3 separate regions of the Sus scrofa genome follow, and regions 1 and 2 are each linked to region 3. A link is a contact called in public HiChIP or PLAC-seq data. All regions are on one chromosome and are shown on one strand. Each heading gives the region's core, a stretch centred on a gene start, on an enhancer-like site or on the middle of the called end of the contact. The rest is flanking DNA. Distances are from core to core; before and after follow the strand shown.

What was found. HiChIP or PLAC-seq counts read pairs in DNA pulled down with a chosen protein or histone mark.
Region 1: a contact with region 3 is called in an H3K27ac HiChIP or PLAC-seq map of alveolar macrophages. The contact joins the promoter of MALSU1 here to the promoter of IGF2BP3 in region 3. A contact is called at or near these places in 5 of 47 Hi-C or Micro-C datasets (embryonic fibroblasts, fetal heart ventricle, psoas muscle and 1 more) and 2 of 2 datasets of contacts at active chromatin or transcription factors (alveolar macrophages and skeletal muscle).
Region 2: an H3K27ac HiChIP or PLAC-seq map of alveolar macrophages shows a contact between it and region 3. The contact joins the promoter of GPNMB here to the promoter of IGF2BP3 in region 3. A contact is called at or near these places in 1 of 5 promoter capture datasets (fetal liver) and 1 of 2 datasets of contacts at active chromatin or transcription factors (alveolar macrophages).

The regions. Positions count from the first base shown.
Region 1 is chr9:92,086,700-92,089,831 of Sscrofa11.1, reverse strand. It overlaps MALSU1 (mitochondrial assembly of ribosomal large subunit protein 1), which reads right to left and starts at 1,423. Exons shown (of 4, transcript XM_021063453.1): 1 at 1,141-1,423. The coding sequence starts at 1,396.
Region 2 is chr9:92,035,993-92,039,148 of Sscrofa11.1, reverse strand. GPNMB (glycoprotein (transmembrane) nmb) reads right to left here and starts at 1,348. Exons shown (of 11, transcript NM_001098584.1): 1 at 1,266-1,348. The coding sequence starts at 1,335.
Region 3 is chr9:92,270,742-92,273,870 of Sscrofa11.1, reverse strand. It overlaps IGF2BP3 (insulin-like growth factor 2 mRNA-binding protein 3), which reads left to right and starts at 1,607. Exons shown (of 14, transcript XR_002335867.1): 1 at 1,607-2,423.

The DNA of each region.
Region 1 (3,132 bases), core at 174-2,673, 180 kb after region 3:
CACAGGGAAACTGCTCCTCTTTGAGGATGTCTGGGTCTTATATGTTTTGAAAAACAGCAGGGTCCAGGCCTCCTAGAAGCTGAACCTGGGCTATGGTCTCCTGTAATACCCCTCAACTTTCATGGGAAGGGTGCTCAGGTCAGACAGCCACCACACATCCTTTCCTATTAGCACATGCAAATAGAACTATTAGCAACAACAGCTTTCCGTTCTAGTGCTTGATGAAATGAGGTATACAGTTCAAGCAGAGAACTGCTATACAAAGAGAGAAAAACAGGAGCACAATTTGGGGAGGTGGTAGTATCTTGGGGCATCTTAAATTGAATCTCAGCCATAAAGGGTCACAGAACTAGAACTGTGAACAGGAAGGGCTCTTAGGTAGTAGTATCTGGTCCATAACCTTCATTTGAGAGAGAAACTGAGACCTAGCAGAGTACGTTTGTGGCCCCAAATCCATCAATGATCAGAGAGTTAAAATTTTAAGAACAATTCTCATTTTCAACTCTTAAGTTTTTCTTACAATGCCATTTGGGTTATGTAACAACTGATACGGTGAAAACCTTTTTTTTTTTTTTTTTTCTTTTTCTGTAGAGATTTAGATATTCTGTTTTTCACCTTGGAGAATTAGAGCCTGTGGATTTATAGCTCTCTTAAATTCTAAAGCTGACTCCCAAAGACCTAGGGGCTAAGTCCACCAAGATCTCTCCCTCTCATACTCTGGTCTTTCACAGATGTGATACGTTTACCATCTCTCAAGTTTCTAAAAACTTCTAATAATTACAGGATCTTAAATTAGCTCCATCTTAGCGCTTCTTACGCACCCCTCAGCCTCTAGCCCCTAGCTCTTCCTAAAAATCCTCACGCCCCAATACTCTCGACAAGTCCATTTCTCAGAACCCTAGGAAGGATGTAAAGGGGGATGAGAACAGCTACGTTGTGTGGCCAAGGGTCCGGGGGCGCCTGGGGTTTGCGAGACTTCAGTTCACCTCTTGGCCTCACTGCAAAATGCAAAGGTGGCGCCGACAACCTTTGTAGTCCCTTCCAGCTCTGCTCTGTAGTTTTGTGACCCAAAAGAAACGCATAAAGAGGGAAACCAGAGCCTCCTCGCCTGGAACACGGCTCCCTCCTCCTAGCCCGTACCTGCAGGGCCTGACTCCGGGCGCCCCTCGCCGGCTGTCCCCTGGATTCGCTCCTCCAGGCCCGGCACCCCGTGCAGGCCACGCTTGCGGCCAGGGGCCGAGCAGGCATGGCCGAGCGCTGGTCTCGCCGGAAGCTGTCCCACCGCCAGCTGCTGAAACCGGGGCCCCACGCTAACCGCAGGCCAGGCTCCAGGGTAAAGGGCCCGGCGCCAGAGAAGCGACCCGACCCGCCGCGCCAAGCTGCCGCCGGGCCACATCGCCGTCAAAGTGCGTCGACTCACCAGGCGGGGCTTAAGGGGGCTCTAGCGGGTCTGTGGCTTTCGATTGGCCAGGTCAGTGAGCCAGGGCCGGGAAAATAGACGTCATGAGCGTGGGTGTGGCCAGTGCCAGAAGGTGGGGCAGTGGGCGGAGTATGAAACCCAAGCGGGCGGAGGTCAGAGACCCGGAAGAATTTACTTAAGATTCGGTTTCTCAGGAGTCAAGAGACTCGTATTTCACTACTCACCTTACTTTGCCCTGCACAATAATGATGCACTGTGTCGTCCTTGTATTGTTTGTTTTTGTTGTTTTTTTTGACATCTCCGTTCATTAGAATGTAAACTGCGTGAAAGGAGAAATTTTTATTTTGTTTTTAACTGTTCGCTCACAGCGCGTAAAGCTTAAAGTACAGAAATTGCTGCTCTTGGTTAGTAAGGAATTAGGATTACCCCATTACCAAAAATGTTACCGAGATTCCCTTGCAAATTTGAAAGTCCATGAGGAAAATCAATTATTTTTGGCTACGATTGGGTAGGAGGCAGAGGTGTAAAAGACCATTTGGAAAACGTTCTAAGTAAGTCAGCCCTTCAGGTACACTCCCCGAAAGGAATTATGGCAATGAACTGCACTGTGGGGCCCACCTCGGTGAGAATAAGGAATACTGAGTTGCCCTTACAGTATTGAATCATAGGAGTTGAGAGGTGAAAGAGACCCAGGAAGGAAGAGTCACTGGCCTCGGGGCAAAATGGAACCACCTATTTCTAAAGTCCAGCTGGATCACTCCTGAAAGGAAGAGGCAAGTAGAAGGCAAATATCTCAAATGCCTAGAACAGTTCCAAGCACATAGTGGGTATTCCAGAGGCTTGATACATTATTTCTTTTAAAGAAATAATTCCAAGCATTACTTTTTAAAATTAAAAACTACAGAAACTAATATAAGCAACTGTGTGCACCACCACAAATATTGACAGTTGTCTCAAGTTATTTTTGAAAACAGGAAGAATAAAGTGCTAGAAAGTTGTTTCATCCTCTTTACTTCCATTTCCCCATAGGCATGGGTATGAACATGCTTCCCCCAGCATTTGCATTAGGTGTGTTTCCACTCTTTTATCTGAGCATCCCAAACCTGCTTTACCACTTGTATTTGCTGTCTCGTTTAATGGGTCATTGTCCCCCAAATTCACTGCATAATTTCCCTGAAACAACTATTCCATCATCAAATGCTGCTTATGCTACCTCTGAAATATTTTTTGAATCCAACTTATTGTCTTCATTCCCACTAACCTTCTTGGTCTGAGCCCTCAGTAGCGGTTGGCTAATTGCTGAGATAGCCTCCCACCTGTCTCTATTGTCACCAATCCATCTTTACTCTTTCTATCCTCCATGCTGACAGCTAGAATTATTTTAGCCTTATCTGCTTTTTGCTGTTTTCCAAACACACCATAACCTTTCTATGCTGAGCTTTGCACATAATATTCCACTTCATTTTTTTCTAGAATGCCCTTCTTCCATCTTTACACCTGACAAACTTAGACTCACTCTGTAAGACCTACCTTAAACATGAAGATATGTCCCCTGACTCTCTCGGGTGGTCCTTCAGAAACACTTCATCCCTTTGTTCATAAATGTCTTTACCACATTTACCATGTTTGAAAGGATGAGAACCTACGGGAAAAGACTTAGATTTATTTCCAGCTCTTCTGTTTACTAGCAGTGTACAATTAAAGTTACTTAA
Region 2 (3,156 bases), core at 99-2,598, 230 kb after region 3:
CAGCGCACCCTCAACCCCGGGCCTCTTTCTCGCCCCTGGGAACCGGCCCAAGCTTGGGGTCCAGAAGCGGCTCTCTCCCTTCCTTCTCTCACTCCTCCACCCAGCAGCGCTCTGCAAGGGCCACCTGCGGTAGGCTTTTCTCTCCCTGTAGGAGCAGTGAGAGGGAGGTGTGCACGTGTGTTGGGGATTAGCTCAGAGCTGGGCCCAGGAGGTGAAAAACTAGAACTGGGTTTCTCATTTCCTTACCTGTGGAATAGTGTGTGAGGGCCATCTGCTCCACAAAGGTGGTTGTGGGGACCACAGAGTGATATAAGCCAAGCAGCTGGCATGGCCACTACACATGGTGGGCCTCTCAGTGGCTCAGCAACTCTGGCTTCCATCCCAATCACAAGAGGACATTGTAAGAGCCACAGGTGAGGCATATGGAGATTCCCAGGCTAGGGGTCGAATCAGAGCCACAGCTGCTGGCCTACATCACAGCCACAGCAACGTGGGATATGAGCCGTGTCTGCAAACTACACTGCAGCTCTGTGGCAATGCTGGATCAATTCACTGAGTTCTGAGGCTAGAGATCTAACCCACATCCTCATGGATACTAGTCGGGTTCGTTTCCACTGAGCCACAGTGGGAATTCCCAAGAGGGGCTTTTTAGGCAAGGATGCTCCGACCCCACCTCCGATGATTCTGATCTTATTGACCTGTGCATGAACACTGTTAAAGTCTCTTAACTAGAAAAGAGACCCAGGGCTTCAGCTCTTCTCTCATAATCTCACTACAGCAGCAGCAAACCCCCACAGGCCTGTGAAACGTATCAGCAGGATGGGCACCAGCTTCTGGATTGGGATTATTAGAAAGCCTGTTTCCAGACTTTGGGACCTTTTATCTGAGGGCTCTACCCTGTTGGATAGAAACCAGACAAATTTTAGTGGGTAGCGAGTTGCTGTGTTCTCAGGCCAGGGACTGGGTCCTTCACAGCCCTATTCCCCCCACAGTCTCCAATAGAATGGGTGGCAATTTTGATGGGAAAAAGCTCCACCAGAGAGGGGCTGCATTGCATGTCTTTTCCTTCCAAGAGACTGGAGCAAAGAATGGAACTGAAACCATTTTGCCAGAGTTTCAACATCCCCAGTGGTTCCCAGGAGAAGAAACAAGTGAGCATAAATGCTTCCTCAAGTCCAACTTCTGGCTCAGTGTTACTTCAGACAAACCCATGACTTCAGCTAATAGCCAGAGAATGGATTAAACACAGAAATTGAGTTACTCACGTTTGGCGGCATCAAGTGGCAATATTGCAGCCAGAAGCAGAAATCCCAGAAAACAGTAGAGACATTCCATGCTGAATCTTCACAGACCCGGGAAATCAAGGTTTAACTTGTAACTCTTCTGGCTCCATCCACTAAGAACAGTGCTCTCCTGGCTTCTGCTGTGCCCTGTTCCTTGTTTTAATGAAATACTGGGCCTCGGGGCAGATCATGTGATGGTATTAAACAGCATTGCTTGATCTGCTCTCTGGAGTTCAACCACTTAGAACTCATGTGCTTCTGACTCATTCGCTCTTAGCATCTATTCACTTTTCAAATGCACACCATTTCAGTGTTGTGATTTCCTATTTCTAGTTAAAGGACTTTCTGTCCTCTGGACCCTGTTTTGATATCCTTCCCCAAATTTCAATTACCAGTCTCATTGCTTATCAACTTGCTGCATATATTTCCTTTACTGATTCACTCACACAGATCATGTTGAGATGTCACAGTTATGCTTCTTTTGCTACAATTTAGATGATCTGTTCTTCCTAGTTGTAGCTAATGCTTGCACATTTCCTTCCCCCAAGAGGACACAAAGATGGGAAGAGACCTCGTACATCACTTGAAATTATGGATGATGTATACGGATAAAAACATATGTTGTACCAGAAGGTGTTTGAAACAGCTGCACAGCTTCTGGTAGTTTAGCAATTTACTCCAAAGTGCATTTTAGGATATCTGGGCAATTCCATGTAACTTTTGGCACAACCTGAATCACCCCCCCCTTTTTTTTTTTGCTTTTTAGGGTTGCACTCTCAGCATATGGAGGTTCCCAGCCTAGGGGTGCAATCAGAGCTACAGCTGCCATCCTACACCACAGCTACAGCAACGGGGGATCCGAGCCGAGTCTGTGACCTACACCACAGCTCACAGCAATGCCAGATCCTTAACCCACTGAGTGAGGCCAGGGATTGAACCCACAACCTCATGGTTCCTAGTTGGATTCGTTTCTGCTGTGCCACCATGGGAACTCCGCCAACCTGAATCCTTTTTGATGCCTGCTCCCAAAACACTTCTTTATGATCTGTCACTGAGTCAATTGCATTAAACATACAGCCTATTTATTTCATGTTACATAAAGCAGGCATTAAATATAAAAATGAGCTTGAACATAAGTTTTTATCACATTGCTTCTGGTTACAGAATGTGCAGAAAATGTGACACCCTCAACACTTTACTGCACATGATCATTCTCTAAGTCACATCCACATAACCATTTTCAGCTTATATAGAAGCCCTGGTTGGAGTTCCCGGTGTGGCACAGCAGAAATGAATCCGCTAGGAACCTTAAGGTTGCAGATCAATTCCTGGCCTCACTCAGTGGGTTAAGAATCCCGCATTGCAATGAGCAGTGTTGTAGGTTGCAGACATGGCTCAGATCTGGCATTGCTGTAGCTTTGGCGTAGGCCAGCAGCAACAGCTCTGATTAGACCCCTAGCCTGAGAACCTCTATATGCTGCGGCACTAAAAAAGCAAAAAAAGCAAAAACAAAACAAAACAAAACAAACAAACAAACAAAAAAAAACAAAAAACGAAGCCCTGGATAAAATTTGGGGTAATGGTTTATGTTTCAGTTGTGCTAATGAGGAGTAGAAATAAATAGTCTGTGAAACTCCCTACCCTGAGGCCATGCAAGCTCTTTAGAGCTGCTTTTACAGCCTTTGAAGCAAATATGAAGAGAAAAAAGCTGGAAAGGAAGCACATGCACAACAAAAACAAAAGCGTTTTCAAACATAGACGAGTAAGTCAATAATGGGATTGTTAGTTTTATGTAATATGAATAACCTATATAGTTCCGTTTGCTTTTTACAACAAACATGAGTAACTTTCATAATTAAAAAAAGCTTTTCAG
Region 3 (3,129 bases), core at 358-2,857:
GATTTGCTTGGCAGGAAAGAAAAACCTGTTAGAAAGAACAGTTGCATTTAAAATGGATGATCTAACACCTTCCGGTTTCTTAACACAAAATTTTAAGTTCCTTTTAAAAGAAAATACGTAAATGCTCTTTTTCTCAAGCAATAATTCCCACATATTTCAAACATAATCTGCCACTCATCTTTAAATGGGAAAATACACACTTTTAAATGCCGTATAAGGGTTTGACCAAGATAAATGAACTATTATCAATTGTCATAATTACTGAAGATATTTCACTGTAAACAGTATTTTCTCCTACATAATGCATTTTTCTAATAGTAAGAGTACTAAGTCATTAGAGATTCTTGTTCATATTTCCATCTTATATGGAATTTCATTCACTTTTTAAAAATAAGCAGTCTGTTCTATGGAATACCTGTTAAAAATATACAAGTATCTGGTGTAAATGAAGCCTTAGAGTGGAGTACACAATCTTTAAACGACACTTGGAGATTTCCACAAGTACCCCAGCGCTCATTTCCGTATTCCTCATCTCCAGTCTTCATTTTGTTGGCCCAGAAGTCTCCACCGGGCCCAGACCCTCCCCCCATACACCCACCATTGTGCTCGTAACCTACAGGGGAAATTATGAATGGTTCTCAAGGCCAAATGCGGGCAGAAAATAGGCAGAAAGAGACTCGAAGAATTTTTCAAGTGCAAATACCACTTAGGGGAATCGCAGCGCGGTCTTCTCTGTTTTAAGAGTCCCAAGTTCTCCAACTAAAATTCTTTAAATAAAAGTACCAGCCCACCGCACTCCTCCTCCTCCTCTGGAAACTACAGGAAGAAATAGTTTCCGTTTAAATACCGCCTTTTCCCACTCACACTTCTCTGCTCCGGCCTCCGAGCCCGGGACACCCCCAACCCCAAACCAGAAGCCCCAGCCCCTGAGCTCCCCTCCCCCACCAGTGGCCAAGCCCACCCCCGGCCTCATTGATCCCGGAGCCTTTTCTGAATCGTGCAACCAATGGCAAACGCGAAGCCGAGAGCCACCGCGAGCTCAGGCGGAGGAGGTGTCGCCCAGACACCCGCCCAGGACGCCGCGGGCTCCCATCCCCCACTGCCCTGGCTCGGGGCCGCCCCACTTCCCCGGTGCCGGGCCCAGTAAACGGTGTATAGGGTGGGGCGTGTCGGTCCGCTTCTCCTCGCCCACCCACCCCACCCCCTCGCTGTGTTTCCGTCCCTGCCAGCCCTGGAAAGGTGCTCGCGGCTTCGCCGTGGTTACACTTCTGTCATCAAAGCCGCAAGGAGAGTTCGGAATGGTGACTCTTTGGCTTTGTTAATTACCTGTTTTAAAAAAATCGAATATTTAAAACTCCAGTAACTAGAGCTGAGGAATTGCCTAGTTAGCACCCCCACTCTCATTAAAAAAACAAAAAATAAATCAATATTCTTCCCCTCCCCCGCCTCAGGATCCGCCCCAGCCAGATAACCCTTTCTAAACTCTGCAGTAACCATCAGCTCCCCCTGCCGCGCTCCCCTTCGCGCGCGGGCTGCGGCTCCTTTAGCATTTCCCCCCCCACCTCTTCCTCCTCCCCCTTCTCAGGGTCCCTCGCCCAAGCTCATTTCCCCTCCCCCTCTTCCTCCTCCTGGTAGCTCTTTTTTTTTCCTCCGAAACCCACTCTAATTGAGGCGCTGGGATTCCTCACGTGAGACGTTGATTTGTAGTTTGAACACGTGGCTCATTCAAAAAGCCGGACACTCGGAGCGGATTTTTTCCGCCTCCTGCGTCTTCCTCCCTCCACCCCTTTCTCCCCTCCTCTCCTGCCAGTCACCCTTCAGGGTTTTTTATGGGGAGGCGGCGCCTGCCCTAACGTAGTGTGATATTTTCACTGTCCGCTGGCCGATGCCAGAGGGGCTGGGGAGGAAGAGACAAAAAGTATTTTCCCCCTCCCCTCTTCGTCTCCTTTTCCTCGCTAATCCCGCCTCCTCCTCCGAGTTAGGAAGACTCGTTGATGCGTTTGGGTTGTAGCAAGGCTTTTTCCTTCTTTTTTTTTTTTTTTTTTTTTTTAATACCTAGGAAAGGAAAAACAGGAACCCTCGGATCTGATTTTTCGCTCCTCGTTCTTGTTCTTGGTTCTTACTGTGTTCGTGTATTTTAACGGCGAGAAGAGGAGGGGAACAAAACCCCCAGGATCCATCCGTCTCTGTGGGTGGTTTTAATTTTTCGTTTCTCTCTTAATTTTTTTTAAACAACCACTCTTTCACAATGAACAAACTGTATATTGGAAACCTCAGCGAGAACGCCGTCCCCTCGGACCTGGAAAGTATCTTCAAGGACGCCAAGATCCCAGTGTCGGGACCGTTCCTGGTGAAGACTGGCTACGCGTTCGTGGACTGTCCGGACGAGAGCTGGGCCCTCAAGGCCATCGAGGCGTTTTCAGGTGGGCCCCGGCCGGGCCCTGCCAGGGCGCCTGCCTAGCCCCGCGCCGCCCGCCCGGGCCTGCCGGGGTCGGGGGCCGGGAGCCAGGCCGGTGGCTAACACCGGGTTGTCCACACTGGGCCCAGGCTTGGGTGGGTGCGGGTACGGAGAGGGGACGAGGCCCGGGAGCCCACACGCATGGGTCCGGGCGCTTCCCCCAGCCTCTGCGCCTTCCCGGCCCCCGGGCTCCCCTCCCCCGCCGGGATTTGCGGGCTGAGGGCGGACTCGCTGTCAAGAAAGCCCGGGCGCGGGCTCCGAGGGGAGCAGGGGACCGTGCGGCGCCGGGCTGGGAGGGGGGGCGGTGCACTCGCCCCGCACCCCGCCCGGGCCCAGGCGCTTGCTCCAGGCTCCGTAACGCCGGGCCTTGGGAGCCGAGCTCGAACGCCTGCTTCTCGTTCCTTGCTTCCTCTCTGCTCTCTTCTTTTATGGCGTTGGATTCATTGCCCCTCTCCCGCCCCAGATTCCGGCAGCTAGAGAACTCAGAGTGGCCTTGACCCCGCTGCTGAGCTTCCTTACGACCCTGCGGGAGGCGGGCGAGGGCGACCCGGGTTCTTTGCTGAACCTTCCCGCGTCCGACGAGCGAGAGGGGCAGGTGGGCACCGGTGGCCAAGGGTCGCCAGGGAGCGAGCCACACTGCGGCGCCTGGCTGCGGGGCCTCGAGCCACGGC